Linked DNA regions of Rattus norvegicus: region 2 is linked to region 1. A link is a contact called in public Hi-C data. All regions are on one chromosome and are shown on one strand. Each heading gives the region's core, a stretch centred on a gene start, on an enhancer-like site or on the middle of the called end of the contact. The rest is flanking DNA. Distances are from core to core; before and after follow the strand shown. Region 1 overlaps Myom1 (myomesin 1). Region 2 holds the start of Lpin2 (lipin 2).

The links. Hi-C and Micro-C count contacts between places; a contact is called where the count stands out from the background.
Region 2: a contact with region 1 is called in a Hi-C map of kidney, with 2.5 times the contacts expected there. The contact joins the promoter of Lpin2 here to the enhancer-like site in region 1. A contact is called at or near these places in 9 of 12 Hi-C or Micro-C datasets (the A7r5 cell line, Schwann cells, hepatocytes and 4 more).

What each region holds. Positions count from the first base shown.
Region 1 is chr9:118,450,409-118,455,135 of GRCr8, forward strand. Myom1 (myomesin 1) reads left to right here. Exons shown (of 37, transcript NM_001191584.1): 22 at 4,642-4,727. Among named protein-coding and RNA genes, the nearest start is that of Lpin2, 78 kb to the right of the region's middle. Within about 2 kb of position 2,768, at least 11 of the 93 cell types and tissues checked have an H3K27ac peak or open chromatin away from gene starts, as enhancers often do. A contact at or near this core is called in kidney and liver, where this site is marked.
Region 2 is chr9:118,527,517-118,531,979 of GRCr8, forward strand. Lpin2 (lipin 2) reads left to right here and starts at 2,839. Exons shown (of 20, transcript NM_001108236.1): 1 at 2,839-2,923. LOC120094977 (U6 spliceosomal RNA) reads right to left here and starts at 919; the gene lies at 813-919.

The DNA.
Region 1 (4,727 bases), core at 1,518-4,017:
AAGCTGGAAGAGATACTGCCCCGCCATTGCTACAAAGTCCAATTGTGTTGCTAATGAGAAGCCAGACAACAGACCAAGTGTGCCTGTGGTGATTTCCCAAGACAGCTGTTAGCCAAAGAAACCCACAGACAGAACGGGTTAGAAGTATGTTATGTGGTGATACCTAAAAAGACATTTTTTTCTCTTGATGCTTGACACTTTTAAACAGTATCTGTGTTGATTGTATCACAACAACAATGGAGGAGGAGGCCAGGTGAGCCAGATCAGATAGGGGATAAGAGAGACCTGGCCTGGCAGGTGATCTATCTGGAGGTTAACAGTGGGCAGTGCAGCTTGTAGTCATTCTTTTGAGAGAAACAGAGCAGCAGGCAGGAGAATCACATAATGGGTAGGAGAACCATGCAAGGCCTCAAGTAGGAGCTGGGCACAAGCAGCAGAGCAGGTTAAGAGAATACATTCTCCCAAAGAAAAATGAGTTGAGATTCAGTTAACAGCCGAGTGTCTAAAATTTGGTTGACCTAGTGGCTGGTAAAGCCCTGAGAAGACAGATGTGGGCAAGCGGCCTCATGGTGGACACATAACGGATTCTGAGGCAGGAGGCTGGCTGGCTCTGCAAGATGAGCAATACTGGCTAATTCAGAAAACTGCTCTTGTACCTGCTTCCTTTCTTGGTTCTTTTTTTTTTTTTTTTTTTTTTTTCTTTTTTCCCCGGAGCTGGGGACCGAACCCAGGGCCTTGGGCTTCCTAGGTAAGCACTCTACCACTGAGCTAAATCCCCAGCCCCATTGTACCTGCTTCCTAACTGTCCCTTTGACCCCAGCATACAGTTCTCAGTGGTGGCAACTGGCATAAACTTCAAAGGAGGAAAGGTTCGTTTGCCTCGTGTCTGAGAGGTTTTAGTCCATCGTGCAAGGAAGACATAGCATAGCAGCTAATGGTCTTACAGACAGGAGGCAGAGAGTAAGAGAGGGACTGGGGGCCATCTTCAGTGACTGACATCCTCAGCACAGGACCCACCTCTTAAGGGCTCTGGGCTTCCCAAAGTAGTACCACAGGAATCACCACAACTACCATCACCATGACAACCAAGCATCAATCACCACATGAGCCTATGGGAGACATTTCATATTTGAACAACTACTACCTTGTTCTGAGCAGCGCATCTCTTGTAGCATCAGAAATGTACCCTTCATTCTAGGCATCTCGTCATTCGTGTGGCTGTGAGGAATGAGCTGGGAAAGTCAGGGCCAGTGGAGGCCACAGGGTAGGTGCCAAGATGGCAGGCCAGTCAAGTGTGATAAGTAAAAGACAGCTCAGTGATACGAGCCACTGGTGACCGTTGCTCCCTGTGGTTTGAGCTATCTGCTCCTCTTTTGAGGGTTTTTAAAAACATACGTGTGTCATACTTGTGCACATATGTACACAGAGCAGGACAATAAGGTTTAGAATACTGCTCATGTAAAAGGTTTAAAAATCATATCTCTATCTTGTTATGGAGATAGGCAGGAAAGTAAACAGCTCACTGAGATGTAATCATTCTTATTTCCTTTTCTAAGAAATAGAAAAACGTGTCAGAATCAGTTCATTTCCAGTAGTTTATGTTATCTCTGGTCATTTCTCAGCCCATTCTCATATCGAGAGTTCCCGGGAGTTTTTTATCCTTAATATTTGAGGTTGAAGAACTGACTAGGGACAACTTTTCTTTTTCTTAAAGATTTATTTTTAATTGTGTGTTGTTTGTGCTTGTGTGTATGCATGCATGAGTGGGGAGGAAGGGGAGGAGGATGGGGCTGTGTGCACACAAGTGCAGGCATCTGTGAAGTCCGGAAGGTGTTGGATCTCCTGGAGCTGCCTCTTGTTTGTGGGTGTTGGGAACCAAACTTGGACCCTGTATAAAACTAGAACATAACCTCATAGTCACTGAACCATCTCTGCAGTCCCAGGACAACTTTTAATACCTTGTCAGGCCCAAATAATCTTTCATTCTTTTCTCTACTCAAATCTCCCGGCGTACGAAGTGAATTTCCATGTTCTTAAACAGATTCAGAAGTAGTTTCTGAAAAGTCCCGAGTCACTGAGGACTTTGGCTCTCTTTTCCAACCGGGCGAGGTGATGGAAAGTGGGCTGACCTTTCACCTAGATGAGACTGTCTGCAGGGAGTCTTTCTTTTCACAACAGACTCTATCCTGCTTGACTTCTAAGTGTAAAGTGATGTGGAAAAGTGCTTTCACTTCACTTGCTTGTTTATCAGCATAATAAGGCACGGATAAATAATTAGAGTTCAGTTTTAAGTATCCAGCTGTTCTATTTATCTGAGAACTCACGGCCAACTCATCAGTTAATTTTCATTTTAAGACTCTACGAAGTCGTTTGAAAAGATTATACATTTCAATAATCTGAGCCTTCTTATTTACTTTCTGTATATGGCTCAGAGCCAGAGTTACCAACCTTATTCGCAGCACAGGATTGCAACGTAGTGATACCTTTACTGGACAGAAGGTATATGGTTTTTCTTTTTCTTTCTATCTCCTTTCTGGTTGCTTTCTGTTCTTAACATGTTTACCAGTAGCAGGCTCTTCTCTGTTTGTTAAGCTTAATCTGCTAAGGAAGTAGCCGGTTAGGTGTGTCAGCATTGCCACAGTGAAGAATAAATAGATCCCATGTGACAGTCAGGAATTCCCGGTGAGCAGGACCCTAAAGTGGACTTTGGCACCTGAGCCCTCCGGCTTAGAGAACTGTGTTCTCTTGTTTGTTGGTTTGGAGCCAGGTTCCAGGTGGGTGAGGCTTTACAGAACAAAGGTATTTACTGATCAGAGAGGGAGGTGGAGCCAAGGGACCTACCCATATGCTTTCAGTTGTGTGACTTCTCTGCACTGAATTCCCATCTTTAGCCCCGGGGGTGGGGAATTAAGAGTTTAGACCAAGCAATACTTTTCTTTTATAAACTTAACTCACGTCTTTGCTATAATAAACAGCAAACAGGGTGATTCATTTTCTCTGGGGAAGGACTGCAGATAAGATAATGGTTGATATGAGTAACTTGGTCATGCTTCCAACGCAGACACTGTGCAAAAAGAGAAAAACAATTTAGTCAACACCCATACAAGGAGGACGTCACTTCTGTCCTCCTCATAGTAACACAGATATACAAGTATGCTAAATTTATATTCTCACAGGGACTCTTGCAAACTCTGCATTGTAATACTAGCTAGGCCCAAGCATTCTTCAGCACCAGCCTTTACCTCAATTCCAATAAGCACAGTGCTTCACTACTTTATAACAAGGGGGTGTCTGGACAAAAAAAAAAAAAAAACAACCCAGGGCCTACAACTTGACAAGGACCGTGTGGCAGATGCTTCACTTAAGGAACAATTAGACATTTCATTGATCGCTATTTTAGATTAACAATGAGTCAAATATGATGATAACCATTTCTTAAAACTAAGACTGAAAAACTCTGCAAGACCTAGTGCTGTCTGTGTTCTTCCCTCTCCACTCTTGTGTTAACAATCACTGTTTGGATGTATACATAGATACGGAAGTGAAAGCTTACATTGTCGCTGGGAAGAACACAAAGTATCTCAACTATCAGGATCAGGATCTAGGATAGTTTCCTCTTGAACATCTCCTAACAAGACTCTGGCTCTCTTGGTTATGTTGGACAACACCCAGAATGAAGGACTTCAGTGGTACCGTCTAGAGACAAAATAACATTTCTCTGGAAAGCATCTATAGAAAAATTTTCTAACTCTTTGAAAAAGAATAAAGCTGTAACATTCAGAGACTAAATGTAATTTTTCTAATATACTGAAACAAACGGAGTTTAGGCTGATGACTGGATTTGCATACATTTGCATACATCGAGTACATTTTGCTTTTTTTCAAACTGGATTTGGCAATAGATGTGCTGTTGTACAAACTTTAAATTGCTATATTGGAAGCCAGTGCAATTTATTATAAGCCCCCCCTCCAAATAAAATAACTCTAAATTATTTCCTTTTAAAATCCAGAAACCAATCTTCTTGAAACACATTGGATCTCTTGAAATTTATCTCCATTTAAATTTTCATATGGCTCAATGATAATCTTCTCTAGTTGTCATTTCCAATCTAGAGAGACACCTTCAAATTGATAAGGTTATGGGGTAAGTAGAGAAAGTTCCCGTACATTCTTCCTCTGGATATGACTTACGATTTTGAGTGAGAGAATGTAGGTGATGCTTATTTTTTCTATTTTCTCTTGGAAATTTCTCTGTAGTTTAGTAATGTTTTTCTATTCTTTTCTGGTTATTTAGTAGGTACAGGATTTATTGAAGCAAAAGTTATGAATCCACTTCCCCTTTGCTCAAGACTTCTTTGTCCGTAATGACAATCAAGTCTGTTCCCAACTGTGGTGTCCATTTCCATCAAATTTTCCTCAGTTCCAGGCAGACAGAACTGGCTCTGGTGTTGCCTCTACATAAGAAACATGACAGATTCATTTAATTCCTTGTCACAGGATGGAAGCTGAATTTCAGAGAATCCCTGGCCTAGTCCAGCCTTGCTGTAAGGCTAAATAAAGGAAGGCATTTAAACACGAGAATTCTTGGCTGTCTGGTTTTATCACAAATCTCAACCAAATGCCTTCTTTACAATCTTCTAGGTACCAAAGAGGTTGTTGTGAATGTGGATGATGATGGAGTCATTTCCTTGAACTTTGAATGTGATCAGATGACTCCCAAGTCAGAA
Region 2 (4,463 bases), core at 1,589-4,088, 77 kb after region 1:
TTCAAAACACTCATTTTCCAATATTAAAACCGATGAACCACTGTAGTAAGGCATCACTCAAGACCGTACTTAGCAAATGTCATTTTGGTTTTCTTGATACGCTGACTTTAATTAATTAATTAATTTTTTTACATTACCCAACAATGATGAGCTCAGGTACTACCTAGAAACATTTTAAAAATAGTTTAGCAAGGCATGCCAATTCCACTTCTTTTTTTTTTTTTTCTTTGCTCTACCACTGAGCTAAATCCCCAACCCCCCAATTCCCCTTCTTATTGTGAAGAATGTTACCTGGGCTTGTAACCGGGAGGGGGGTGCTACAGCACAGTGAGGGAAATCCTGAAAGTACACGGAAAGATGTCTGGTTTTGTTTTTTTTTATTGGATATTTTTTATTTACATTTCAAATGTTATTCCCTTTCCTGGTTTCCCACCCATAAGCCCCCTATCTCCTCCCCCCTCTTTTATAAGGGTGTTCCCCCGCCCCAACCACCCCCCCTTTCTGCCTCCCCGCCCTGACATTCCCCTATATGTTGGTGTATGTTGGGGGGGGGTGTCCAGTCTTGGCAGGACCACGGGCTTCTCCTCCCATTGGTGCCCAACAAGGCCATCCTCTGCTACAAATGCAGCTGGAGCCGTGGGTCAGTCCATGTGTACTCTTTGGATGATGGTTTAGTCCCTGGGAGCTCTGGTTGGTTGGTATTGTTGTTCTTATGGGGTTGCAAACCCCTTCAGCTCCTTCAATCCTTTCTCTAACTCCTCTAACAGGGACCCTGTTCTCAGGTCAATGGTTTGCTGCTAGTATTGGCCTCTAAAAATATGGAACGCTTCACGAATTTGCGTGTCATCCTTGCGCAGGGTCCATGCTAATCTTTTCTGTATCGTTCCGATTTTAGTATATGTGCTGCCAAAGCGAGCCCAAGATGTCTGTTCTTAAACAAAATATCAAGAAGGCACGAAATTCCAGTCAAAACATCTTGAACCAAACGACAGTAGGGTCAGCAAGGCCTTCTCGCTTTGAAATGAAGGAAGAGACATCTAGACTAGAAGACATGATTGGTGGGGGAAGGTTCCGGGCTATGGACCTGGAAGGTGGCGGGGTCAGAAAGTGAGAAGAGACTTGGGCACTGAAGCAGATGGGAGTTGGGTGTGCCCCCACTTCACAGCGGAAGGAAGTTGAGGGACAGTCAATGAATATTTAATTAGTTCCCACTCTGTCTCAGTAGTAGTATAAAATCAGGCAGCCACCAGAGAATGAGGAAAATACTAGAAACAGGAGCCAATCCTTCGGAGTAAGGTGTCAAACCCCAGAGGGGGCGGTGACAGAGGAAGGGCGGGTTGTCTCGTACTTCCTGCATGATGAAAGGAAGGAAGCCTGAGAATATTTCCCTCCCAAGGTAGGAGGTAATGAAACTATCCCGAGAGAAACAGGAAAAGTCAAGATGGAGAATGAAAAGCTAGAAAACAAATAGTAACGGCGTGTTCTACAGTCCAGGCTGGAAGCTATGCTGGGCTTTCTATGGGAATCACGTGTAATACTCAAAGCGCCCCATTGGGAAGGCGTCGCTGTTTCCAGTGCATCAACTTGGGGATCGAGGACTGGGTTCTTTAATTGCACTTCCCCATAGCGGAGTAACATCCCTCGAACATTTACGGGAAACTTCCAACCTTGAAAAAATTTCTTTCACTGGTGAGATAAAAAGCCTCACTGAGGTGAAAAAAATCCCAGTAAACTTGGATGGCCTTACTGAGGCAACCTGGTTGAATTTCACCTGGAGGTACTTGGGCCGGGAAGTGAAAGGTTTCCTGGGTCCCAGCACAACCTATGCCCACCAGGCTTCATTGTTGCAAAGAAACTGCTGCGCCCGGGTCCCTCCCAGAGAGAGTCGGTATAAACGCATGGCTCAGCGGCCCCTAGACTGCTCACGCTCGCGGTGCACATGGAGAAATTAACAAGCCTTTAGAAGTGATGCCGTGGGCTTCCACCTCTACTCCCATCCCATCGGAAGGGCCGGCTGCAGAAAAACAAGACAAAAAGCAGGAGACGCCACTAACACTCCCAGCTGCAGCCGTTGAAGTGCACTTTTAAGTAGGAGGTGTTATCACTGAGCTCCAAGGGTAAATAAGGAAAGATACGGGTTCTGCAGCGATCCCATGATGGTGCACTCGCGTTACGCGGGAGACAACGTTTGCACACCATCACGCAGCAGACCGTTTGCACTTTTTTTTGGCTGCTGGGCTCTGAAGCCCCGCGCAGCGCCGCAAAGGTTGCCATGGGGACCGGAGGAAACTTTTAAAAGCGCTCTCCCGAGGCTAGCGCCGGCGTCGAGCCGCTCTCCCGGCGGGGCCCAGGGCTCGCGGCGCGCGGCCGGCGGGGGCGGAGCTCGCGTCACGTGGCCGGGGCGGGGCGGGGCGTGCGCGCAGTCTACCGCCAGCCTGGCCGCCGCCGCCGCCGCCGCCGCCGCCGTGTCCCATTCATGAGGCCCCGCGGGCTCCGCTGTGGCCCGCGGCTCCTGAGGCGGCGGCCCCGCCCCTTGCTCGCCCGCTTCTCGCCGCAGCCCGCCCGGGCCGCCCGACAGTCTGCCGAGTGAGAGCCGCGCGCCGTGCCGCAGGTAAGCGGGCCGGAGACAGCGCCGGGGGCTCCCGGGGGCCACGTCCCCGCTCGCGGCCTCTCCTCGCGTGGGCTACGTGGCCGCGGCCGCGCCGCCTGGGGACGCGCGGGCATCTGCGGAGACCCCCACGTCGGCAGCGGTCCTCAGGGCCCTGCGCGGCGCGGCCGGGGACCGCAGCCCGGGGCCTGGGGGAGGGGGTGCCGGCGCGCGGTCGCGGTCATCCCCCGGTCGGGGCTGGCGAGGTGCAGTTATTCCCTCAGGCCGTTGGCTTGCCCGCCGCCGCCTCCTGCAGGCCGTGGACCAGGTTCAGATGTGAGTAGCCTGCTGCTGGCGACCCCCGGGACACTGGGAGGTCCTGGTTGTTGTGGGAGCCGGAGCTCTACGGCCCAGTTTTGAGCGCCGCGGATCCACCCCAGCATAAGAAAATTATTTTCATTCAAATTTAGGATGGCGTTTCAGAGACATAATTATGCAGAACAAGACTAGGAAGATCGCCCTCGCTTTCAGAAAGTACTGGAACGCTGGATACTTGGAGAGGCTCTGGGGGTTTGCTGAGCAAGCGGCCACACTTATTTTTAATGCATCTTTGAGACAAAAAAATTAAAAATTGAAACTGAGTCTCTTGCTTGGCGCTGAAGCTCATTTGCCCAGCAGTAGGGATGCCGGTTAAGTTATTACTTAATCTCGCCTCACTAATTTAAAACGTTATGATAACACAGGTTCAATTTTGAAGTCTATTTTGGGATTATTTGCCACTTTGTTTATGTGTTGATCTGACGTTGGTGGTTTTCACAGGCTTAAGACTAAGAAGTGTGACAGGTGATGCTGGACTGGGCTTAGCGACACAGCCAGCTACCAGGTGTGGGAGGAAACAGGTGTTTTAGCCCTTTTTTTTTTTTTTGGCTGCCCTGCCCTGCCCTGTGTGCCCTCTCATATTGCCCGTGGGGAGCCACCTACGGGCTTCCTCCTCCCGGTTGAATGTGTTCTTGATTGTGTTTTATCGGTCCCGCCGATCTTCATGTTTTAAGTAGTAGCAGAATAGCTGTAGAATGCTAGAAACGAAACGGTTGGCTCAGCTTTTCTCGTTTGGCAAAATTGAGACTCAACAGAGAAGCTCTGTACTTAAGAGGCTCTGGAAATGGGAACATTTGAAAACCCTTGAACGCCAAGTGCAGTTAAGCAGATAAAGGGATAAAGGTTGGGGCTTTGTTTCTTGAATTGCTGTGTGCCTGACCTCATCACTTAGCATTGTGCATTTTGGGGTTTTTTTTGGGGGGGGGGGCTCTTACTGACTGGACTTATTCCCTGCACTGGGCACAGAATCTCTGCAGGCAAGACTCCAGTAGCTGTTTCCTTACCAAGCACAGAGGCTGGCTTTTAGAAGAGCTTCAGTTGGGGCTGCTTGAATGAACGGAAGAAGCAGCAAGCAGTTTGTCCTTGTAGGTCACTGGGAGCCAGTGGATCTTCCTGAAATGAAATCATCAAATTTTCTTGTATGGTATGCCATGGGTGGATAATCTTGGTGCTACCACAGGTCAGAGGTGGTCAAAGGTTAGGCCAGTGAACATTACAGCGGACATCCTGTTGGGTTTAAATATTAATATTTGACTTAAGTACAGTACGGGTCACTGCAGCTATTCTCTGATTGCATGTGTAATATACTTCAGCGATGAAACACGGACCTGGAATCCTTCCTGCTGAGAGGTATACTGGGCTGCCTCCCTTAGGTCCCTAGCAGCCTGTGGGCAAGCTTTTAAGTCTCCATTAAGTCTTCGTGTCTTTTCACTGGAGCACTCTGTCTGACCCTAGGGCCTGTCACTTTGTTTAGGGGTGGGGCTGTACCTGTTTTAGG